4 separate regions of the Mus musculus genome follow, and all the other regions are linked to region 1. A link is a contact called in public Micro-C and promoter capture Hi-C data. All regions are on one chromosome and are shown on one strand. Each heading gives the region's core, a stretch centred on a gene start, on an enhancer-like site or on the middle of the called end of the contact. The rest is flanking DNA. Distances are from core to core; before and after follow the strand shown. Region 1 holds the start of Kmt2c (lysine (K)-specific methyltransferase 2C). Region 2 holds the start of Atg9b (autophagy related 9B). Region 3 holds the start of Kcnh2 (potassium voltage-gated channel, subfamily H (eag-related), member 2). Region 4 holds the start of Cdk5 (cyclin-dependent kinase 5).

What was found. A called contact is a pair of places that touch in the nucleus more often than the background predicts. Capture Hi-C pulls out chosen DNA fragments and counts their contacts.
Region 2: a promoter capture Hi-C map of liver shows a contact between it and region 1, with 4 times the contacts expected there. The contact joins the promoter of Atg9b here to the promoter of Kmt2c in region 1. A contact is called at or near these places in 3 of 39 promoter capture datasets (the C10 cell line and pre-B cells) and 2 of 9 other capture datasets (adipose tissue and liver).
Region 3: a Micro-C map of embryonic stem cells shows a contact between it and region 1, with 3 times the contacts expected there. The contact joins the promoter of Kcnh2 here to the promoter of Kmt2c in region 1. A contact is called at or near these places in 1 of 484 Hi-C or Micro-C datasets (embryonic stem cells) and 1 of 115 datasets of contacts at active chromatin or transcription factors (microglia).
Region 4: a contact with region 1 is called in a promoter capture Hi-C map of liver, with 4 times the contacts expected there. The contact joins the promoter of Cdk5 here to the promoter of Kmt2c in region 1. A contact is called at or near these places in 1 of 39 promoter capture datasets (erythroid cells) and 1 of 9 other capture datasets (liver).

What each region holds. Positions count from the first base shown.
Region 1 is chr5:25,497,424-25,501,043 of GRCm38.p6, reverse strand. Kmt2c (lysine (K)-specific methyltransferase 2C) reads left to right here and starts at 2,261. Exons shown (of 59, transcript NM_001081383.2): 1 at 2,261-2,654. The coding sequence starts at 2,494. 4831440E17Rik (RIKEN cDNA 4831440E17 gene) reads right to left here and starts at 1,247. Exons shown (of 1, transcript NR_030700.1): 1 at 1-1,247.
Region 2 is chr5:24,389,823-24,393,405 of GRCm38.p6, reverse strand. Atg9b (autophagy related 9B) reads left to right here and starts at 1,263. Exons shown (of 14, transcript NM_001002897.3): 1 at 1,263-2,036; 2 at 2,159-2,202; 3 at 2,325-2,389; 4 at 2,783-2,944; 5 at 3,484-3,583. The coding sequence starts at 1,490.
Region 3 is chr5:24,349,805-24,353,084 of GRCm38.p6, reverse strand. It overlaps Kcnh2 (potassium voltage-gated channel, subfamily H (eag-related), member 2), which reads left to right and starts at 1,481. Exons shown (of 15, transcript NM_013569.2): 1 at 1,481-1,877. The coding sequence starts at 1,802.
Region 4 is chr5:24,422,149-24,425,852 of GRCm38.p6, reverse strand. It overlaps Cdk5 (cyclin-dependent kinase 5), which reads left to right and starts at 2,289. Exons shown (of 12, transcript NM_007668.4): 1 at 2,289-2,404; 2 at 2,967-3,055; 3 at 3,138-3,205; 4 at 3,295-3,355; 5 at 3,465-3,521. The coding sequence starts at 2,368. It overlaps Slc4a2 (solute carrier family 4 (anion exchanger), member 2), which reads right to left and starts at 621. Exons shown (of 23, transcript NM_009207.3): 1 at 418-621.

The DNA of each region.
Region 1 (3,620 bases), core at 1,012-3,511:
TTTATTTTAAAAGTTTATATTTAAAAGCCAGGTCCAGGGGCTGGAGAGCTGGCTTAGCGATTCAGAGCACTGTTCTTGCAGGAAACTGGAGTTGATTTCCAGTGCCCACATGGCAGCTCACAATTGCCTGTAACCTCAATCTAGGGGACTGAACACCTTCTGGCCTTCTCAGGTATCTCCACGTACATGGTGTACATAAACTCATGCGGACACGAATACAAACAAAAAACATTTCTTAAAAAAAATCTTTAAAAACGATTCCGTCTAGGGATAAAACTCAGTGGTGGAGTGTTAGCTTAGCTGTGTGTGCAGTTCTGGGTTCAATATACCACAACGACAAGTAATTTAATTTGTCTAGAAACCCCAATTTCCTCTCTCCTTTTAATTTGTAGCTTACCTTTCATATGGCAGCTTTCTTCCCTGCTCCAAGCTTCCTTTGACTGTACATATAATAAAGCTGAAAAGGCCTGCAAGGGATTAAACTTGCAATCAATTCAAATGATTCAACGATTCAACTTTAGCCACTGCAAATAAACAAACAAACAAATGATTACAGCTATAATATGCACTAGACGATCAAAGTTTGATCCAGATGCGAAGCCCAGTTCAATGTTAATAGCCTGGCTATTGGGTGGCAGGAAGGTGAACAGGACCTCTAGAAACAAGTGTATTCTTTTTGCCCAGCATTGAAACTGTTGAGAATGGAAAGAACTGATCGCAAAGTGCGCTCGGATTCCAGGCTCCGAGCAGCTCAGCGCCTGACAGGCTACTCTAAGCCTTCCACGCCGCTCCACAGATCCGTTTTCCCATCTCTACTATTTCTCACTCCTACAAGGCAATCCATAGTGCAAACGAAACGCGGCGTCCTGGGCAATTCTGGCCCCATTTTTAACGAATCGTTTTTTTTTTTTTAATGGGAAACAGCTTAGCAGTATTTCCATTTTTAAATCTTGAGCACACACAACGTTCACGCTGATGCATTTCTCTCGGTGTAGAGACATTTTTTTCCCACTCAACCTGTCCGCTTGGTTTTTTGTACGGCAGCCTCCGGTCTCACGGTGTTTAAAACATGACGTCGGACGGAGAAACTACAGCTGGAGTTAGGATCTAACGTTGTCCTGCCACGGTTGCGCCGCACTAGGGAAGCCTACGTGGGACTCCGCCAGGCCTGGAGCGGCCCACGCCCGCAGGGGGTCGCGGACGCACGTGCGCGCACCGCACGCGGGTGCACGCTCCGGAGTGTTTACATCGATCCCTCCCCCCTCCTCCGGCCGGGCTGGACCCTGATCCCGGATGCCCGGTCCGCAGCTTAGCGCCCGCCAGAGCCCGAGTTGCAGCCACCGCCGCGTCAGAGCGGGCGGGGGAGGGGCGGTGAGGTCAGCGGCGGCGGCCGGGTAGCGCGGGGCGCATGCGCGGACTCAGCCCCGTGAGTGGCAGCAGCGCGCTGGGGGCGGGGGCGGGAGGCGCCTGTGTGTGGGCGAGCCGGCGGCGAGTTTGAGAGGTCTGTGGTGCGGGTCGCCCCGGGGGACCCGGGTGCAGGCCTCGCGCGACGGCCACTGCCGTGTGCGTGTGTTGTTTGTGTGGTGAACGCACAGCCGCAAAACTTCCTCCTTTGCTGCCCCCAGAGAGAGAGCGGGCGTGGGGGAGCGTTCGCGAGCGAGCGAGAGGGATCCCAGCGTGAGGGAGCCAAGCTTGATGGGGCCGAAAGCTAGCGTGAGGGAGCGATCCTGAGCGTGAGGCAGCAAAGCGCCGGCCGGAGAGCGGGCAAACGATAGGGAAGAGCGAGAGCTAGCCGTGCGTTGAACCGAGCGTGAGGGAGCTAGCCACAGGGAACGCCGTGAGCGAGCAGTGTGTGAGGGAGCGATCGCCAGCGCGCGACCGAGGGGCCGGCGCTCGCACCACCCCGGAACCCACCACAACAACTGGAGCAGCTGTCAAAACTTCGCCGCGGCGTGGGCCTGACGGGCTGACGGCGCGGGGGAGGGGTGGCTGGCCCCGCCCCGGCCCGGCCCGGCCCGCCGCCCCCCTCCGCGGCCCTTTCTCCTCCCGCCGCGGGCGGCCTGGGGGAGGGGCCGGGCGGAGACCCCTGCGGCCGCCCCCGGCCCGCGCCCCTCGCGTCGCGCCCCGCCCCGCCCCGCTCGGCGCCGCCCTCCGGCCCGGCCCCGCCGGCCCCAGCCTTGGCCGCGGCGCCCCGCCCCGCGCGGCCGGCCCCGCCCGCCCCGCCCGCTTGCCCGCCGCCCCCCGCCGGCCCCTGCGCGCCGAGTGCGCGCGCCCGCGCCGATGTGTGTGAGTGCGTGTCCTGCTAGCTCCATGTTGCCGCCTCTCCCGGTACCTGCTGCTGCTGCTGCTGCTCCCGGGGCTGCGGGAAATGCGAGAGGCTGAGCCGGGGAGGAGCAACTCGAGCAGCAGCAGCGGCGGCGGCTGCGGCCGCTGCGGCGGGAGGAGCCCCCCAGGAGGAGGACGGGGATCCATGTGTCTTTCCTGGTGACTAGGATGTCGTCGGAGGAGGACCGGAGCGCGGAGCAGCAGCAGCCGCCGCCAGCACCCCCCGAGGAGCCCGGAGCCCCGGCCCCGAGCCCCGCAGCCGCAGACAAAAGACCTCGGGGCCGGCCTCGCAAAGATGGCGCTTCCCCTTTCCAGAGAGCCAGAAAGAAGTAAGTTGAGCGCGAGGGAGCCAGGCGGGCGGCCAGCGGCGGCGCGGCCCGGAGCTGTCAGGCCCCCGGCCCGGTGGGGGCGGGGCGGCCCAGGCGCGGCCCGGTTCGGCGGCGCCCGCGCAGGTCCCGCCGGCCGCGCCGCGCACTTTACTTTGGAGTTCGGCCTCGCTTCTGGGAGAACCGCCCGGCGGCTTCCCCAGGGCCTAGCCCGGCGTCCGCACACGCCCCGCCGAGCACGCCCAGCTTGCTGCCGGCCCGGCCTCTCGGAGCCACAAAGCTGTGGGCGCCAGGGACGGAGCTGTCAAACGCCGCGGCCGGGTGGTCCGGGTGCGGCGGCCGGCGCTCTTTGTCAGCTCGCGGCTCCTTTAACTTTTCTTGCTCCCAGACCGGTGCTTTTGCTTCTTAATGATACATTAGGAAGCCATTCGAGCCTGTCCTCCCCATCCCCCACCGCCCCGAACCGCACCGCCCGGCTCCGCAGCCGGCGCTCGGGATCGCACGGGCCCAGGTGTAAGCGGGCGAGTCGGAGTTTCGGGAACGCGGCCGGGTTCCGCGGCGCTGACGGCCCAGAGCACTTTGTTTAGGGGAGACAGCTTTAAACGTCGCTGGACGAGTAACTTCAACTCCAGCTGGGCAGGCAATGGCTTTCGATTGTTTTTGAGCGTCCGTGAGGACTGTGCCGGGTGGATGAACTGGGCAAGAAGTGTTGTCTTAAAAAGTGGTTATTCGGCAACTTGGCTTGAAAATTAAGGAAACCGTTTTAGTGCCAATGAGTTAGTTGATCAGCAATAGTGGCTCTTCGGGGTGCTGCGGAAGATTGGTGACCGTCTTTCAAAGTTGCAGAATGGCGTGTGTTGCTTACTCATTTCATTGTATGATATTCTCATTGAACTGTTGGCGGTGGAAGGGTGCGCTGGGACTTGCAGGAAGAAGTCAGCACATTTATGGATAGGCTGTTTGTTTGGT
Region 2 (3,583 bases), core at 14-2,513, 1.1 Mb after region 1:
AGGGTCGCAAAGTCATGCTCTGGAATGAGCAGAGTGAAACTAGACAGAGCAATGAGCCAGAATTTGCTTGAGTTTGGGGCTGAGGAGATAAGGATGTGTGTAGAGGTAGTCTTAAGCAAGTATATACTATATGTGAGTAATGTCAGAGGGAGGTACCAGCTAAAGCCACACTTAACCTCTCTCTCTCTAGAGGTCTCAGAAAGATCATGGGAATTTCCTGCCACCGGGGTACCCCCCCACGCCCACTTCCTTGGGATTCCATTTTGCCACAAAGCATAGCTTTGCACCTTACCTAGACACAAAAGTATGGGAGTCATGAACTCTTGTTATATAAGAAAATCAGGCAGTCTGGGATAAACCTGTGGGATGTTCCATGGATGTCCTCCACGCTCCTCCAGGAAATGCTCTAGGAAGCACAGTTTTCCTCTCCGCCTCTGAGATACTGGCTTGATCGCTGGAGGCCCTGACACCTGCTCCATAAGTCAATATCTCAGGCATGGGCTTCAGTAGGGCAGTTGGTGACTCATGGCCTTGGGAATGGCGTTGGGCAAGCCATCAGACCAGCCACCTGGGCCTCCTCCTCCCGGGTGAGGCAACAACAAAGAACTCAACTGAGCCAGTCCATCCCCACACACCCAAATTATCCTCTCAAGGCCCCTGCCTTCCTGCGCTGACGTGTCTCAGGAGGCCCCGACACCAGGTCAGGACTGGAGGAGAGTACATCAGGGTTCAAGAGGATAAGGAAGATACAGTGGAACTCTCAAGGAACCAGCCTTTTTTCCTTAAGCTCCAATCTAGGATGGCTAGCACTCCTTCCTTTTACTCCTTGTTTTCTCCTGGCTAACCACAAAGTCTGCCCTCTTTCATTCAGAGAAAGAAAATATACAGCTTTTTTTTTTTTTTTTTTTTTTTAAGATAGGGTCAGATGTTGCCCAGAACAGCTTCAGTCTCCTGATCCCGCTACTCTGTCTCCTCCTAAGTGCTGGGAAATCTGAATGCACCTCCTGTTTGGGCATGTGGCCTTAAATCATTCTCTACTGACTGGTGCCCACAGGTGTGAAGGGATGGGAGTGCAATTGTAGGAACGAGAGCTTCACTATTTTGTCTGCACATGCTAGAGCCCTCTGATAGGATTTTGCTCTCTGTGCATATTATTTTTGTTGCAGCTGCCCTGTCTTTGCCACTTGTGCCCTTGAGGACTGAAAGCAGAGATCATAGGTGTCTCTTCTAATCCCAATAGCTCTTGAGCCCCTGCCTCCTAAACTGGTGTCCGTCCCAGGCATGGGGCTTGGGCCCCAGGTTGCCTTGCAAGGAGTGTGAGTGATCACACAGGTGGCTGAGGGTTGGCATGCCTGAGGCCTGCCCAGCCTGAGTCACCTAGTGCTGTTGTTGTCCTGCTCCTTGTTGAAGTCTCCGCTCAGCTTCACTGACCTCTGTGGAAACAACAGCAGTCCAGTCCCTTCAACCTCTCAAGAGAAGCTGCGGCCTGATGGTGAGACGAACGGGGTGGGGGGGGAGCAGGAGGCAACGGGGGCGGTGGGGAGACTTGGGGCCCAGCTCAGTGCCTCTGCTCCCTATGGCACTGCCACTGCCTGCTTCTCCATGCCGGGGAACTGGGGGAAGGAGGATCTCTGTCTTCTCTCTGTCCCCTGCCCCTCGCACAAGAAGCTGCTCCTCTTCAGTGTTCCCTCCGGCCTCAGGGTCTCCCTGCCTGGTGATTCAGGAGGCAGGGGCTTCTCAGACTCCACACAATGTCTTACCCACCCCGACCACACCCTCAACGCAGGCCCATCCCACAATGATACACACCTCTGCTTCCCCCTCGTGGGGGTCCCACTCCACCCCACCCCTGGCCTCGGCCACTCCCCCTCCCTCCTGCCCGCGCCCCCAGGACCATCCTGGGCTGCGGATGGGCCCTCTGATCCCTGAGCAGGACTATGAACGGCTAGAGGACTGTGACCCTGAGGGGTCTCAAGACTCCCCTATCCATGGGGAGGACCACCAACCCTTGCTTCATGTACCCGAAGGACTCCGCGGTGAGTGTGTGGGTATATGGAAGGTTGGGTGGGTTAGGGGGTCGAGGCAGGTTTGGGTTTGATAGAGAAATTAATCACAAATGGGACAATGCCAAGTCTTGACACTGTTTCTCTGTGCCCAGGTTCCTGGCATCACATCCAGAACCTGGACAGTTTTTTCACCAAGATATCCTTTGTGCCCAGCATGCAGAGGGGCATGGTGGGGGGACTGTGGAGCAGGGAAGAGTGGGGGAAGTTTCTACGGGAAGAGTCCGTAGGCTTAGGCAAATTTCTTGACAAACTTGCCACATCTACAGCTATCATCAGCGGAATGGCTTTGCCTGTATCCTGCTGGAGGATGTCTTCCAGCTGGGGTGAGAAGCCAGTCCTATCCCTAAGCTCTGCTCTTTCTTCTTGATTTTAGTATTTATTCTACTTTATTGATTTTTTGACCCAGGGTCTCATGTATCCTAGGCTAGACTTGAATTCCTGTCCCTCCTGCCTCCACTTCCTATGTGCTAGAATTACAGGCACAGTACTGTACCCAGTTTACGTGGTGCCGGAGATGAAATCCGGGGCTTTATATGCTAGGCAGACTCTGTCAACTGAGCTATGCCCCAGCTCTTCTTTTCAGTTTTAGGCTTGGTTGGGGCTCTGAAGGGCCAGGGGGCCAAATAGAGCTGCAGCCTGTCTGGTGTCTGGGCTAGGAGTCTGTCCGTCCGTCATGCCCCTAGCCTGAGCAGACCTCTCCTGCATCCTTTCCTCAGGCAGTTCATTTTCATTGTCACCTTTACAACCTTCCTCCTTCGCTGCGTGGATTACAATGTTCTCTTCAACAACCAACCAAAGAACCATACAAGACGTGGACCATTACACAGCAAAGTGACCTTGTCAGATGCCATTCTACCCTCGGCCCAGTGTGCAGAGAAGTAAGTGACAATCTAGTGGCTGCCTCTGGAGTAAGGTCACAAAAGGATAGGAAGAAAGGGACCTCCCCACACTGCCTCTTGGCCTAGATCAATTTTCAGTGTTTAAAAACATACCCCAAGTTGGCTGGGAGTCTCAGAGAGCCTTGAATTACGAGTCACATTCCTACTTACCTTATTAGAAATTAATGGTGAGGACAACTGTTTATTTTTGTTGCTGGGGAGCAAACCTAGGGCTCCTGGCATGCTGGGCAAGCACAGTACTACTCAGCCACATTCCTAGCCTTGGGGACATCTTTAAAGGTTAGGAATGCACAAGTGCAGGCTACATGGGCTGTCAAGATGATGTGACATAGCCCACTGTACACCCATGGAAGACTGAGAATACAAACAGCAGAGGGCATGAATGTCGTTTGTGAAGTGTGAACTTTGTGGGCATTTCTCAAGGGCTCACTGAGGACCCCTCCTCAGCCCTTCTGTGACCGTTTCCTTTCTGTGGGTTTCCCACCTTTATGTTACCCTCCCTGTCCAACCTCTTGCAGGATCCACGACAGTCCCCTGTTGGTCTTCCTCCTAGTCCTGGCTGCTGGCTTCTGGCTGTTCCAGCTGCTTCGCTCGGTCTGCAACCTCTTCAGCTACTGG
Region 3 (3,280 bases), core at 232-2,731, 1.1 Mb after region 1:
CAAATAAAAAAGAGTGTCACCTCCTGGCCAGGGGCCCTGTTTGGCCTTAGTGTTTTCAGGATTTTGCTCCTGGAGTAAGAGTAAGGTAAGAGTCTGGCTGGCGTGGTCTCATGGCGACCTTTCTTGCGCCGTCCGTCGCCCCCTCTCCCCCATCCAATGAAGGTTCCCGCTGGTGACAAGACCCAGCCCCTTGCTGCAAGGACAGAGGCAGCTGCAAGCCCTCAGGAACCCCCACATGGCCCCATCCATCTAGACAGGCCTCTGATCCGGGTTGCAGGCAGGGGAGGGGATTCAAGGCCGCCTCAACTCCAGCTGCCTGGCTCCTCCCCACAGCAGGCCTGCTCAGCTGTCAACACTCGCCTCTCGGCCTTGCCCTGCCCCAGGCGTCGCTGAGCTGCTCAAATCAAGGACACCTCAGCCGCCCGAAGCCCCCTACTCAGGCCCCAACAGGCGGTGGGCAGGCAGTGGGCAGGCGGCTGGTGGACACCCTGCCTGCCCTTGAGCATCCTCAGACCTCTTTGCCTAAATAAGGGAGCTGCTGCTGGAGCGAGCCAGCTGGCAGGGGGAGGGGCCCAAGGCAAGGCCAGGGTTTTCCGAGGGGGCTGGGCCGCCCGGGCCGCCTCGGGGGGCCCCAAGCCCTCCTATTGGGCCTATGAGGTTCCTTCAGCAGAGGGAGGGAAGGCCTCTAGCTCACGGGGATCCCCTGGCTGGGACCTCGCACTCAAGGAAGGGCCTCGCTTTGCTCTTACAGCTAAAAGGCCGCAACTGCTGTCGGTCTCTTTGTACGTGTCATCCATGGAGAGATTCGAATAACCACCGAGAGGTTATAACTCCCTGGAGACAGGGGAGGCGTGCCTCTCTTACGGCTCACCCACCCTTGTCTCAAAATTTTACAGCTTCCACATTCCCTGTTCTTCCCATTTTCTGGCTGTCCCCTGGTCCTAGGGCGGCTCATCTCAGAGCCTAGGCCTCACTCAACCCCGTCACCCACAGCACATTCCGACATCGAGCTGTGGGTACTCAGCCTGCCCTAGGCGCAGCAGGGAAGCAGGAGATAAAGGGTTGGTCCTGTCCCCATCAAATCGGGTTTCTCAGTCCTGAGTCTGGGAGGGGGCGATATGCCCTTCTCCCTGGTCACCTCCAAACCGACCATCGCACCTGTCCTCACCGTTCCCCTACTTAAAGGTCCCTTCCCCCTCTCGGCGGAGCGCGAGTCCCGGGGGCGCGGTAGCGGAGCGAGGGGTTGGGACTCCGGGAGCGCTCGGCGCGGCTCAGCCAATAAGAAGGGCGGGCGCTCGGGGTGGCGGGGAGAGGGCGGTGCTGCCGGCGCGCGGCGACAGGAGGGGGCCGGGAGGCGGGGGCCGGAGCCGGAGGGGCGCGCGCCGCATTAACCCTTCAGCCGCCGGACCAAGCCGCAGGCGCTGCCCGAGCCGCGGGCGCTGGAGCGGCTGTCGGCGCGGCGGCGGCGGGCAGGCGTGAGCCGGGAGCCCGGCGCTGGAGCGGGCGGAGCGCGGCGCGGGGACGAGGTGCAGCCGGGCCCGTGGCACCACCAGCCCGGGTCGACAGACAGGTGTGCCGGCGCCGCAGCTCCAGCAGCTTCAGGCCCGGCCCAGGGTCCGGAGCCGGCAGCCACTAAGCAGAGCGGGAATCCCGCGCCCTCGGTCCAGTTCCGGCCCCGCCCGCACTCAGCTTGGCCGCGGGGTGCGGAGACCACGGCCCGGCCAGGCCACCCGAAGCCTAGTGCTGGGCCGGGCCGGGCCAGGGTGGGTGGGGGCCCGCCCGGCCCGCCCATGGGCTCAGGATGCCGGTGCGGAGGGGCCACGTCGCGCCGCAGAACACCTTCCTCGACACCATCATCCGCAAGTTTGAGGGCCAGAGTGAGTGGGGGAGGGGGCAAGGCGGGGAGGGGGTCTGGGGGGGTGGGTCCAGTTCTGCTGAGTGTGGCTGGGGGGGCGTGCCCGGGCCGTGTGCAGTGCAAAAATGTGAGTCAGTAGGGGCTGGTGGGCCCTGAGACTTACGCCAGGAGCCAAGGGGACAAGGCTTGGTGCCAGGGACCACTGGCATAGGACCAAGGGGCCTAGTGTTGCAGCTAGGGGTCGGAGAGTGAGTATGACACCAGGAATGTGCAGGAAAGGGAGGTGGGATGAGATGTGTAGGTGTTTCCAACTCTAAATGTCCAGAGTTGATGAGATTGTGTGTGTGTGCTGTCCTAAGACTGTTTATGACCTAAGCTGTTGGTCCCTAAAAGTACACTGCGCGTTCCAGTCTTGGCTGTGTTGTATGTGACAGACTAAAACTAGAGGTGTAGGATTAGTGACCAAATCTGCTCTTGAGTGTGTGACAAGTATATGGTCAAATCCCTGTGTCACTAATGAATTCGAGTCTGCATGGGCCGTGGAGAGGCGTCTCCGGCAAGTCCCCAAGATTGTGGGCCCTGTGCTGAGAGGCTGCTGCACACCTGAAGCTGGCTTTGGGGCGAACAGGCTGGCCATGGAGTTCCAGTGTGGTGGACTTTCCTGCTGGGGATGGTACCCCAAGCCCCTTTGGGTTTGGGTGACTACAACTCCCCTTATTCGGACCTGGCAAGGGAGACTTCCAGAAATGTGTCCTAGGCTAGGTGAATGTTTGGTGTTGGTGTGCCTGTCCTCAAGGCTGCATGTGCCACAGAGTGTGTGACTGCAAAGGGCCCCTGGAGCAGGAGGGTGACATTCCTTGCCTGTGACCCTGTGCACACAGGACAATGTGTGCTTTACTGTGTTGGGAGGGAGGGCTCAGTTGGATGGGCAGCATTGTCCCTAGACAGAGAACAGGATGATCCCGAAGAGGTGGTGCAGGCCTAAGGGCAGGGGGCAGGCCCTTGCTCGGGCTTTCTTTTCCTACCAGTTAGGTAGGCAGGGGCAGAATCTGAGAAGATCTTGGACTGGGTCCTAGAGGCTTGGCTTCTGGCCCCGCCTCTGCCACTGACTGCCAGATGACCTTGAGTGACTCTTCCTACTCAAAGCCTCAGTTTCCACATTTGTGAACAAGGTGATAAACTACAGGGCTTGTGAGGTCTCGCCAGGATCTGTATTTTAGGCCTTCAGTCAAGTGGTGGGGTAGAGTGGGACTTGCCTTCAAAGGAACTTTGTTCTCTTCTCCTAGTCTGGGGGGGGGGGGCTCACTTTTCTCCTGTGGGTGGTGGGTACTCTGGACACCTTAGGCTCAGTAGGAGTGGAGACAGAGTTAGAAGGCCTTTTCATAGGACAAGAAACTCGGACCTGGGGTTGATGCTTGCTTGGGA
Region 4 (3,704 bases), core at 1,040-3,539, 1.1 Mb after region 1:
CCTCTTGTCCTGACCTGACCCGCCAACCCTTTTCATGGCTCCATCTCTCAATCCCGAGATCCGAGGAGTTGCGGTCCCAGGCAACCCACAAAGTGGCGAGTTTCTGGGGCACAGGGTCGTCTGGAACCCTCACGGGAGTGGGAGAGCGAGCTGAAGGCAGTAGCTCCCTGAGACTACCCGCTCCTGGTGACAGGGGGCGCGGCACCTTGGCTTTAGGTAACTCTTAAGAGGCGGACCACGGAATCTCGCTTCCGACCCGTACTCCCACTCGCCTCCCCATCCTTCTCCCTAAAACCTCGCTCCCTGCGCCCCAGTCCCCGCCCTTTCCTCCAGTTCCACTCCCTCGGCGCCCGAGTCTCCAGTCCCCCCCCCCCCTCCGCGGCCCTCACCCTCCCTCTCCGCCACCTAACTGCTTACCCGCTAGCTCTAGATTTCGTGTCCCGGGGGTCTCCGGGTCTCCCCTGATCCTCCGGAACCCTCGCGCGCTCCCGACGATTTCCCGGTGCCCACCCCGGGGCGCGCCCCCGCCGCTCCCAACTTCTCCCAACTCAACTTTCCCCCGCGCTGCGGGCAGGCCAGCCTCCAGCGTGCGCGCCCCCCGCAGCGCGCCGTGCGCGCCCCCGGCGCGGCTAGCTGAGAGGCGGAAAGCGGACGCTGAGCCTCCGCGGCGGGGGCGCGCTCCCAGGCACAGCCCGACACCGCCGACACCGCCGGCGCGGCCTTCCGGCTGTTCCCCCCCCCCCGCCACCCGCGGCGAAGCTCCGGGCTCGCCTTCTCTTAGCTTTAGTGAGCCACCTCTGTGAGGAAAGAAGCCAGCTTTACGTTGGGGATCGAGGGCGTGGAGTAGGCCAGGAAATTGAGATGCAGGGAGTCGAACTACAGATTTTTTGACGTTAAGGTTCTGCAGAGCCCCCGCCCAAATAACACCACTGAAACACCAAGAAAGCCCCGGTGTCTGCTTGAGAGAACGGGTGGCAGGCGAATGTGGAGTAATGAGTGGGTGGGGTTGGGTGGCCAAGACCCTGAACTGATGGAAAACAAGACAACTTGTTGAAGATTCCTCCCTTTCGCTAGAACTACCTCCGGGCTAAATGGAAACCTATTCATAGCTGACACCTCTATTTGAAAGACCCTTGCGTGTCATCATGTTTTCTCAACTAAGTTATCAATTATTTCAGATAAAGAATACACTTTATGCGTCTTCAGTCTGCCACGTGGGTAAATCACAATATTGTTTATGCAAAAGCACTCAGATTTAAGTGAGTTAATTGACAAACGGTTAGCGCCTACTCTGGTTCCGCGCTGAGGAATGCTGTTTGGGGCCATTTTCGCCCGGTTCACAGCCCTCAAGAATGCAATCATGAGACAATTAGAGAGTAGTGCAAGAAAATCTATAATCAACTCCTTTATAGGATGAGGTAAAGGCTGCTTGCTCCAAGTGTAGCAACTGTCTGTGGTCTTGTCTGTTGAGGGAAGTAACTGACCTGCCAGTCTTCGTGGGCCACACCCTGGCTGACTCCAGTGGGCCTGCTCTGAAGACTGGGATCTGGGGGACACCCAGGCTCCAGTCAGCTGGCCTCGGCATGTCAAAGTGGAGCCGCTGGAGTCCGGTGGGTTTCGAGACGATAAAATGGGCCCAGCAGAAAGAGGGGACTCTGGCGTGTGTCCTTCCACTCAAATCCAGACTCTAACGGGGCACACCTGTCTCGCTGCCCAGCCCTGTGGTCAGCTGGTCCCTGTGAGGTCATCAGCAGTAAGACATCGCTCAGAATCATTCCCCAATCAGTCCTGGGGTCACCAGGTGGCCTAGGAGAGGTGAAAACTAGTGCTGAAGCTGTCAGGAGGTCGCTGGTGACTCAAAACACCCAACCAGGTCAGAGCCGGGCCAACAGCGCTCGGGATCTAGGCCGTCAAACGCAAACTTCAAGCAGAGAGCACCCCACCCCCACCCTCACTGTATTCTGGAACGCGTAGTCCCGGAGAGGCCCTTTTCTGGAAGGCTGTGAGCACAGAAAAGGAATAATAACAAGAGCGGGGCACACTGGGAGCCTCCGCGCCTTGGCGGAGACGCCCGACACGCGATGCTTCCTGGGAGTTGAAGTTTAAGGTTTGCCTCCGCGATGGAAACGAGTCCCTGGAGTTGATCGCTGCAGAGAGCCCGAGCGCAGCCTGTTGGACTTTGTAGTCCGCGTGTCCTCCGCCACAGGCATTCTTGGGAACTATGGCTTCCCCGGGACTACAAGTCCCAGATGCCAGTGCGTGGTGAGCAGGTGGGCGGGGCTGGAGCTGTGAGTACCACCTCCTCTGCAACGCCAGGGCCGGGAGTCTTAGAACCGAGGGCCCGCAGGGGTCCCCGCGGCCGCTGCAATGCAGAAATACGAGAAACTGGAGAAGATTGGGGAAGGTAATGGAACCACGAGATGTTCCTGCAAGGTCTTTTTCTGAAGACCCTACTTGCAGTCCCAGCTCCCTTACCGTCAGCTATACCGGCAGGCTCCGACCTCAGCACTAGCCAAAAGCCCTGGCCGCTGAGTCCCTCACCCAGTGCAGAAACGAACCCTGTGTTAGCATCTGCGGCAAACTCTTGCTCTTAGCCTTAGCAATCTCTGTGGACCAGCCTTCCTAACCGCGGCACTTCCTGCATTTCTCGTCCCTAGCCCCAGCATCACTTGCAAACCTCACCTGGGATTCCTGCTTCAATTCATTGCAGAACCTCCAACCTTAACATTTTTGCAGGCCTTCGTTCCTCCCCTAGGTGACTCCTCGATACCCCCCGACCCTACCCCCGACCCGGGAGTTTATGGCAGATTCTCCCTGCAGCTGAAGCCTTGAGTTATTTTAGGCACCTTCTCCTTGGCATCCTCACTCACAAAACTACTCCACATCTGGCCTTTGCCCTGAGAACTTACCCTTACACACTAAGATATTGAGAAGGATCCTCTCCCTCACCCCCAACCTTCCTCTAGGCACCTATGGAACTGTGTTCAAGGCTAAAAACCGGGAAACTCATGAGATTGTGGCTCTGAAGCGTGTCAGGCTGGATGATGACGATGAGGTAGGCCTAGGGCCTGGGAGGGAGGGGGGGTCTAAAGTCTGTCTTGGGTTTCGTGTAACTATTACCCCCTTGCATGTTGTAGGGTGTGCCAAGTTCAGCCCTCCGGGAGATCTGTCTACTCAAAGAACTGAAGCACAAAAACATTGTCAGGTAGGATAGAACCTCCTTATTAGACTGGGCTGGTATTGGGATGTTAGAGGCCAACTTGGAGATGTGGCTAAGCCTTTCATTTTCCCTAGGCTTCATGATGTCCTGCATAGTGACAAGAAGCTGACACTGGTTTTTGAGTTCTGTGATCAGGTGAAAGAGGGGCTTGGGGGGGGGCGGGGCATATTTATCATGGGAGGGTATAGGAGTCCAGACTAAGGTTGAACTCGGTCCTCTTCTCCTCACTGCAACCTCTATTTAGGACCTGAAGAAATATTTCGACAGCTGCAATGGTGACCTGGACCCTGAGATTGTGAAGGTGAGAGGAAAGATGTCTAGGGATTTGTGGCACCTGGGTATGCCTATATAAATATCAGCACTCTTTGACTGCCAGGTTGGGGCGCTGGGGTACCAGGGGAACCCTGTTTCTGCCTACCAAGGACTACTTGCCTTGGTGAACGTTATTTATGTGATTGCCTTTGATTTGCACAGACAGTATCTG